Regions from separate parts of the Pan troglodytes genome. Here region 1 is linked to region 2. A link is a contact called in public Hi-C data. All regions are on one chromosome and are shown on one strand. Each heading gives the region's core, a stretch centred on a gene start, on an enhancer-like site or on the middle of the called end of the contact. The rest is flanking DNA. Distances are from core to core; before and after follow the strand shown.

The links. A called contact is a pair of places that touch in the nucleus more often than the background predicts.
Region 1: a Hi-C map of stem cell-derived neural progenitor cells shows a contact between it and region 2, with 1.7 times the contacts expected there. The contact joins the promoter of ATP6V0A2 here to the promoter of GTF2H3 in region 2.

Annotation. Positions count from the first base shown.
Region 1 is chr10:130,532,396-130,536,520 of NHGRI_mPanTro3-v2.0_pri, reverse strand. ATP6V0A2 (ATPase H+ transporting V0 subunit a2) reads right to left here and starts at 1,309. Exons shown (of 20, transcript XM_003314010.7): 1 at 944-1,309. The coding sequence starts at 1,060. It overlaps TCTN2 (tectonic family member 2), which reads right to left. Exons shown (of 17, transcript XM_063785277.1): 17 at 2,819-3,210. The coding sequence ends at 2,834.
Region 2 is chr10:130,454,525-130,458,810 of NHGRI_mPanTro3-v2.0_pri, reverse strand. It overlaps GTF2H3 (general transcription factor IIH subunit 3), which reads right to left and starts at 2,455. Exons shown (of 14, transcript XR_010147841.1): 1 at 2,308-2,455. It overlaps EIF2B1 (eukaryotic translation initiation factor 2B subunit alpha), which reads left to right and starts at 2,408. Exons shown (of 10, transcript XM_016924561.4): 1 at 2,408-2,634; 2 at 3,425-3,526. The coding sequence starts at 2,622.

The DNA.
Region 1 (4,125 bases), core at 60-2,559, 79 kb before region 2:
CCAGGAACACAGGGACTGTGTCTGCCTTGCTCACCACCGAGTCTCCAGCACCAAAAACAGTGCCTGAACATAGCGGGCAGTCAAGAAAAGCTTGTCTGTTCATTCAACAAATGCCTATCGATGCCAATGACTGCCAAGGACTGCGTTAAGGTACTTACTCTCAGAGGTTGACAGTCCTTGGTGGAGACAAACAATAAGCAAGTAAATGGACAAACAAATGTTTATTATTACTTGTTGGGGAGACAGCTTCCACTCGACAAACAATGACTGAGTTCTTAAGTCCTTACACACAATGGTATGTACAGCATTAAGCATCAGTGACCAAAACACAAAAATCCCTCTCCTCAAGCAGATGACATCCAGCTCCTTCCCATTTCTGGCTCTGTCTGGGCTCCTCCTGTTCCCTCCAACAAGGACCCTCTCCCCAGATCTTCCCCACGGCTGGCTCCTTTCTATTTGGGTCTCAGCTGAAATATCACCTTCTCCGGGAGGCTTCCTCGACAATCCCTTCACACGCACCTCCCGCCCGAATCACCTTCACATCACCCCGTTTCTTCTTTATGGCAAACCTTTTCTGGTTGACCTATTTATTTGGTTAATGCGCCCCCCTAACCCCCGTAAAGTTCCAAAAGGACTCCAAGAGGCCTTTGTGGGATTTGTTCTCCCGCTGAGCTCGGTGCCCCGAGCTGATGAAGACCACACGGGCGATCCTAACTAACTGGGGCAGAGCAGCCGCCGACCACACAGACGGCCGGAGACCCTGGAGTCAGCCCCGCGCTCCGGGAAGCTTTGGCCGCTGAGCTGGGGTGTCATCTTCCCCGTCTGGGCAATGGGGACGGGGCGCGCCCTTCCTCGGTGCTCCCCGCGGGAGGGCCCCAGCGATGCGCGGGATGGGGGGCGCCAGGAGAGCAGGTGCGGCCCGCGTCTCCCGGGCGACACTCACGTCTCGGAACTGGACCAGGCCTTTCTCGCCCAGGGCGCTGAGGCACTCGTAGGCCGTGCCCGACTGCAGGAAGAGCTGCGCCAGGCACATGGTCTCGCTCCGGAACAGGGACCCCATGGCGGGCCGACCCGCGCCCGGAGGGGCTCGATGGGCGGCGGCGGCGGCTCCGAGCCGCGCGGGCCCGCACACTCAGCCGGTGCGGCCCGGTCCTCGAGCTCTTCCTGTGGTCTGGCCGCGGCCCCGCACTATGGGGCTCCAGACTGCAGCGGCCGCCCCCGGTTCTGCCACCGCGGCCGCCGCTCCAGCTGCCGCCACAGCAGTCCGCGAGGTCCCGCCCCCAAGCCACTGCCGGTTCCGGTTCCGCCCCCGCGTCCCGCCCCCCCGCCGGCCGACCAATGGACGCCCGAGGTTGTCGCCGCACGCCGTGGCGGCAGGGCCAACCAGCGCGAACCCGGCGGGTACGACCGCTGCAGCTGGCGCTCCGCCGGACTGGACGCGGAGCTACAGCCCGCGCGGCTCCCCGGCATTTCTGGAGGAGTCTCGCCGAGTGTGCACGCCGCGAAGCTCACCCGTTCCTAGTGCACGACCCTGTGCTGCTGCGTGTGTGTGTGTGTGTGTGTGTGTGTGTGTGTGTGTGTGTGAGAGAGAGAGAGAAACGGAATCTCACGCAGTCCCACAGGCTGGAGTCCAGTAGCACGATCTCGGCTCACTGCAACCTCCGTCTCCCAGGTTCAAGCGATTCTCCAGCCTCAGACTCCCAAGTAGCTGTGACTACAGACGCGCGCCACCCGCGTCCAGCTAATTTTTTTGTATTTTTAATAGAGACGGGGTTTCACCATGTTGGCCAGGCTGGTCTCAAAACTCCAGACCTCAGGTGATCCGCCTGCCTCGGCCTCCGCAGTGCTGGGATTACAGGCGTGAACCACTGCGCCCGGCCCTGCTGCTGGTTTTTTATGGATAGGGTTTCCCTCTGTGGCCCAGGGAGGAGTGCAGTGGCACGAGCTCGGCTCGCTGCAACCTTGACCTCCTGAGCTCAAGCGATCCTCCCACCTCAGCCTCTGGAGGAGCTGGGATTACAGACGCGCGCCATCACACCCGGCTAATTTGTTTTTAAAATGTTTATAGAAAAGGGGTTTCATCATGTTGGCCAGGCTGGTCTCGAACTCCTGAACTCAAGCAATCCTCCCGCCTTGGCCTCCCAAAGCGCTAGGATTACAGGCGTGATCCGCCGCCCGGAGGGATCCTAGGCTTCTTCGTGAAGTTGGAGTGTGCAGCCAGCATCTCAATCCAGTTTTCAAACATTTCCCACCGACCTCGCAAGACTCCTCCTGCTCAGTTGCAGTCTCCCCTTCCCGCCCGGCCTGGCCACCACAGGACAATTTTGTCTCGATAGATTTGCCACCTCCAGGCTTGTCCTGTCGATGGAATCACACAGCACCCAGTGTGTGTTCCCCACACTGACCGGGAAGCAGTGGCCCCCCGCCCCAGGCCGCAACCTCACCGCTGTCCCAGTCGAGTCTCTGCTTACATATCCCCTTCCTTGAGACTGTCCCTGGCCCCTCTACTTTGGAGTCACATCCTTGTTCTATTTCCTTCACTGCACCTGCCACCATCTGAAATTATCTTGTCTGTGTGTTAGTGCCAGTCTTCCCTGCTAGAATGGAAGCTCCACCAAGGTGGGGACATTGTTTCTGCCACTGTGGTATCTCCAAGCCCCAGCACATAGTAGCCACTCAATAAATAGTTCATGAATGCATACATAAATGTATAAACTTAGAAAAGTTAAAACCATAGACACTCCAGACCCCATTCTGCCAAACTGAGTTTTTTCCTTCTTTTAAGTACAAAAGGTGTCCTCACAAAGCCCACAAAATCAAGCTAAATTACCTGTCATTTGGAAGTTTTAAATTTATTTTCCATAAATACCTGAAATCCAAAGCTAGTTACACTAGGCTGGGTGCCCTGGCTCACTCCTGTAATCCCAGCACTTTGGGAGGCTGAGGCAGGTGGATCACTTGAGGTCAGGAGTTTTGAGACCAGCCTGGCCAACATGGCAAAACCCGGAGTTTTGAGACCAGCCTGGCCAACATGGCAAAACCCCGTCTCTACTAAAAAAATATAAAAATTAGCTAGGCGTGGTGGTGGGCACCTGTAGTCCCAGCTACTCGGGAGGCTGAGGCAAGAGAATCGCTTGAACCTGGGAGGTGGAGCTTGCAGTGAGCTGAAATGGCATCCCTGGACTCCAGCCTGGGCAACAGAGTGACACTCTGTTTCAAAAGAAACAACAACAACAAAAAGATACAGTAAGAACTGTGAAGGTGAATTCAAAGGCTGAAGTTCAGACAATAATTGACTCAGACCCCAGCTCCATCAGTCCAGTACTGACCCAGATTCCTGAGTCAGCCCTAGAGGGGTCGGGTGAAGGCCCAACACCACCACAGTACAGATGCTGAAATTCACAGTATTTCCATCATGCAGAAACTTAGGACCTCTGCAGTGACTAGCTCATCCCCCTATTTGAAAGTGGACTCAGGCCGGGCGCAGTGGCTCATGCCTGTAATCCCAGCACTTTGGGAGGCCGAGGCGGGCGGATCACGAGGTCAGGAGATCGAGACCATCCTAGCTAATACAGTGAAACTCCGTCTCTACTAAAAATACGAAAAATTAGCTGGGCATGGTGGTGGGTGCCTGTAGTCCCAGCTACTCAGGAGGCTGAGGCAGGAGAATGGCATGAACTTGGGAGGCGGAGCTTGCAGTGAGCCAAGATCACGCCACTGCTCTCCAGCCTGGGCAATAGAGCAAGACTCCGTCTCAAAAAAAAAAAGAAAAAAGAAAATGGACTTAAGACTGGAGGAAAATTCGAAATTGCCCCTGGGCAGGAACTCTGCAGCGAAGATGAAACAGCACATTTTATGTGGTGCTGGGTATCAGCAGGCACTAGGAATTCGATCAAAAAGTATAAAAGGGAAAATAATTATTTTTCAAAATTAGGCTTAAATAACATAGAAAATCCATCTGAAACAACTAAGTTACCTGGCACACAAAGAAAACTTACAGGTGATGTGCCATGTGGCCACTGTAGGACCGTGGCTAAAAACATCTATTCCAGGGCTGGGCACGGCAGCTCATACCTATAATCCCAGCACTTTGGGAGGCTAAGGCAGGTAGATCACTTGAGCCTA
Region 2 (4,286 bases), core at 1,206-3,705:
ATAAGATGGCCCCCACCCCTTGTTTTTTACATTGAATAGTTGTTGACATCTGGATGGTATCTTTATCATTAAGATTAGCAGCATTTTTTCTTTCTTAATGCTATATTAAATAAGGGCACATCTCATAATCAATATTATCTTAGATTAGCTGAAATATGATATATGGTATTCCTATTCTGCAAATGAAAGTAACTTGTCCTAAGTCACATATGGCCTGCTAACAAGTGGCAAGGCCAAAGCCCTGTTCTAAAGACAGATCTGCTTGACTATAAAGACTGTGGCTCTTCACTGCCCCACTGCCCACCTCTGACAACCCACAGCTCTCTCTTCTAATGACACTTAGCACTTACTATTTTATTTTACAGTTAGTTGTGCTTCTGATCTCTCGTCCCAGTCCTGCCCACTTAAGACTGTGGACTTCTTAAAAAATGATGGAATTTGCTAATCCTAGGATAAAATAATGTGTGTAAATCAGGACTGGTGTAGTGGCTCACGCCTGTAATCCCAACACTTTGGGAGGTCGAGGCAGGAAGATTGCTTCAACCCAGGAGTTTGAGACCAGCCTGGGCAAAATAGTGAGACCTTATCTCTACTTTTTTTTTTTTTTTTGCGACGGAGTCTTGCTCTGCCGCCCAAGCTGGAATGCAGTGGCACGATCTTGGCTCACTGCAACCTCCGCCTCCTGGGTTCAAGCAATTTTCCTGCCTCAGCCTCCTGAGTAGCTGGGATTATAGGTGTGCACCACCTTGTCCGGCTAATTTTTTTGTATTTTGAGCAGAGAAGGGGTTTCGCCATGTTGGCCAGGCTGGTCTCGAACTCCCGACCTCAAGTGATCCACCCACCTTGGCCTTCCAAAATGCTGGGATTACAGGCGTGAGCCACTGTGCCCAGCCACTTTTTTTCTTTTTTAATAGAAAAACAAAACAAAAAAATGTGTAAATCACACAACAAAGCACCTAGGACAGAAGCACTTAATACAACTGTGTCTGCCAGACAGAAAAAGCGTTGCCTGTAAAGAAAGGTGTGCATCTATACACATGCAATGTCCCTGTGAATTTCCTTCTTTAGTTCGCTACCTCATTTGTAGACAGGAGCAATGCCAGGCCTGCCTCCCTCACAGGGTTGTGGTATGGTTTCACATCAATTAAGAGAGGATAGACAATTATTACAGTTCCTGAAAGGACTCCCCTATCTCTATTCTTGCTCCCCACAGTCCATTTTCCACACAACAGCCACAGTGATCTTTTAAAATTGCAAACCAGATCATAACACTTTCTGGCTTAAAACTCTACAATGTCTTTGTATTGCACCTAAAAATAAAGGCCAACTTCTCTATCACGGCCAATAAGGCCCTGCATGACCTGAAACTGGCTGGTTCTCTGATCTCATCCCTCTAGCCTCCTTTTTCTTCAAGACATCTGACTCTGTATGTGGTAGTTTAATGTATGAATGAGTCTCCCCACCATCCTCTACCCGCAAGCTCTCCATTTCTCCCTTCTCAGTGTAACTTGGTGGCTCAATCTGCCACAGGGCCCATGCACTTAAAGTGCACTTCCCCCAGAACTTCACACAATCATTCAAGTCGGTTTCAATATCCTGCACTTTTCCTAGGCCCCTATCTAAAACAGCTCCTTCTCAATCCTAGTCACAATGTAGTATTGTAACTAGGACCGTACTATTACATCATCTTCATAGCTCTTTTCATCCTTTGAAAAATAATTTATTTTTTAATTTTTTATTGACGAGGTCATGCCCTGTCGGCCATGCTGGGTGCAGTGCTGCCATAATAGCTCACTGAAGCCTCGAATTCCTGGGCTCAAGTGATTCTCCCGCCTCAGTCTCCCGCGTAGCTGGGACCACAGACACGCGCTACCACGCCCGGCTAATATTTCTTTTTTTTTGTAGAGATGGGGTCTGGCTGTGTTGCCCAGGCAGGTCTCGAACTCCCGGCTTGAAGCGATTCTCCCGCCTCGGCCTCCCAAAGTGCTGGGATTACAGGCCTAATCCACCGGGGTGCGACCCCGCCGAAATTATTTTTATTTATTGTCATCTGTTTCACCCACTAGACTGTAACCTCCACTAAGGCCCCTGTCTGTCAACGATCTCTGCTAAAATCCAGAAAATAATGCCTGTACACAGGAGGCGATCCAAAACTATTTACTGAATGAATGACTGAATGCCTTGGCTACTCCTCTAAAGACCAAACGGATTCTATCCAGCCCAAAAGACACATTCCATCTGGCCAGTCGTAGCCAGACCGAGACCGCCGAGCCCTGGAGTCGAAGTCCCGCCCTGCAGGGTCCTCACCGTCTGAAACCATGGCTGTCCCAGCACCTCAGCGCAGAGCAAGTGGTGGTCAGGGGAGCGTCTCAAATCCTGCGCAGCCCAACGTCCGGCGCCGCCAAGTGACGCACAAGGTGCTTTGACTCGTGCCAGCCCCCTAATCTGCGGAAGTGGAGTGCGGGGGTGCGCCGGAAGAGGGGTACGGAAGTGCGCCGGAAGTGGGGTGCGGAGGTGTGCAGCGCGCTGTCAGACTGGCTCGCAGGCGGCGCGGCCGGCGGACCCGTTCGAGACAGCGCGGGCGGCTCGGGTCCCCTGGGGCTCCGCAGCAGGAGGACGCCATGGACGACAAGGGTAAATCAAGACAGGCCAGGGCTGCTAGGCTACAGCAGCGCCATTCAGGGGTCCCCCCAACCTCTCACATCCAGGCTGAGCTCCCGAAGAGATTTCTTTTGAATTTCAGGCTGCTCCGCTGGTTGTGTTTCCAGAGTCACAACTAAATCCCTCGCGCTGCTCTTGTTTTCAGGGATGCGCCCTGGCAGTATCTGCAGGCATCCCTCCCACACATACGCTCCTTCCCAGTGCCAGTCTCCTTCCTGCCTTGTTGGATCTGTCATTAAAATTAGAATGAATAAGGCATATTTGATGTGCTCATCTAGTATGGTTATTAAGTGAAAAACAAGGGCAAACTAATACACTTTTCATGTAAAGAAATAAAGGGGAGTGGGTGGAACTCCATGTATAATATTTGTAACATATATGTGTATGTGAATAGACATGTATTAGCATAGACTGTCTGGAGGGGTGCAGGAGAAATTGGCAAGATGGTTGACTCTGGGATCCTCTCAGATTTTAGGACCAAAGATGCTGAAGAGAGAAAGACTTTTCGTCATCATTTACTCGGGCTTAATTTTTAGGCCTTGCACACCAGTAGCTTTTTCAAAATAAAAAAGAGCTCTTGCAAACAGCAAAGTGGTATTTTCTCTATTCCCATCAACATTTATTGCATCCCTGAAACCAAATACCCTAGAAAGAAAGTATTTTTTAAATTGTTTGCTTCTTAAAGTCAACAGTCATTAACAAGCTCTCTTGCCTTATAAGCTGCTAAATGAATGAGATGAATCACTTTTTTCCCTTTTTCCAGAGTTAATTGAATACTTTAAGTCTCAGATGAAAGAAGATCCTGACATGGCCTCAGCAGTGGCTGCCATCCGGACGTTGCTGGAGTTCTTGAAGAGAGATAAAGGTATATAGAGAGTCATCTGTTAACACTCTGGGACTTAGGAAAGTCTTTTTTTTTTTTTTTTTTTTTTAAAGAGACGGAGCCTCACTCTGTCGCCCAGGCTGGAGTGCAGTGGCGAAATCTTGGCTCACTGCAACCTCCGCCTCCTGGGTTCAAGCAATTCTCCTGCCTTGGCCTCCTGAGTAGCTGGGATTATAGGTATGCACCACCTTGTCCGGCTAATTTTTTTGTATTTTAGAGACAGGGTTTCACCATGTTACTCACGCTGGTCTCGAACTCCTGAGCTTAGGCAATCTGCCCACCTTGGCCTCCCAAAGTGCTAGGATTACAGGCGTGAGCCACTGTGCCCGGCCTTTTGTTTTTTTTGAGACAGAGTTTTGCTCTTGTCTCCCAGGCTGGAGTGCAATGGCACAATCTCGGCTCACTGCAACCTCTGCCTCTCAAGTTCAAGCGATTCTCCTGCCTCAGCCTTCTGAGTAGCTGGGATTACAGGCATGCACCACCACGCCTGGCAAAATTTTTTTTTTTTTGAGACGGAGTCTCACTCTGTCACCCAGGCTGGAGTACAGTGGTGCCATCTTGGCTCACTGCAGGTTCCGCTTCCCAGGTTCATGCCATTCTCCTGCCTCAGCCTCCAGGTAGCTGGGACTACAGGCGCCCGCCACCATGCCTAGCTAATTTTTTGTATTTTTAGTAGAGACGGGGTTTCACTTTGTTAGCCAGAATGGTCTCGATCTCCTGACCTCGTGATCCGCCCACGTCG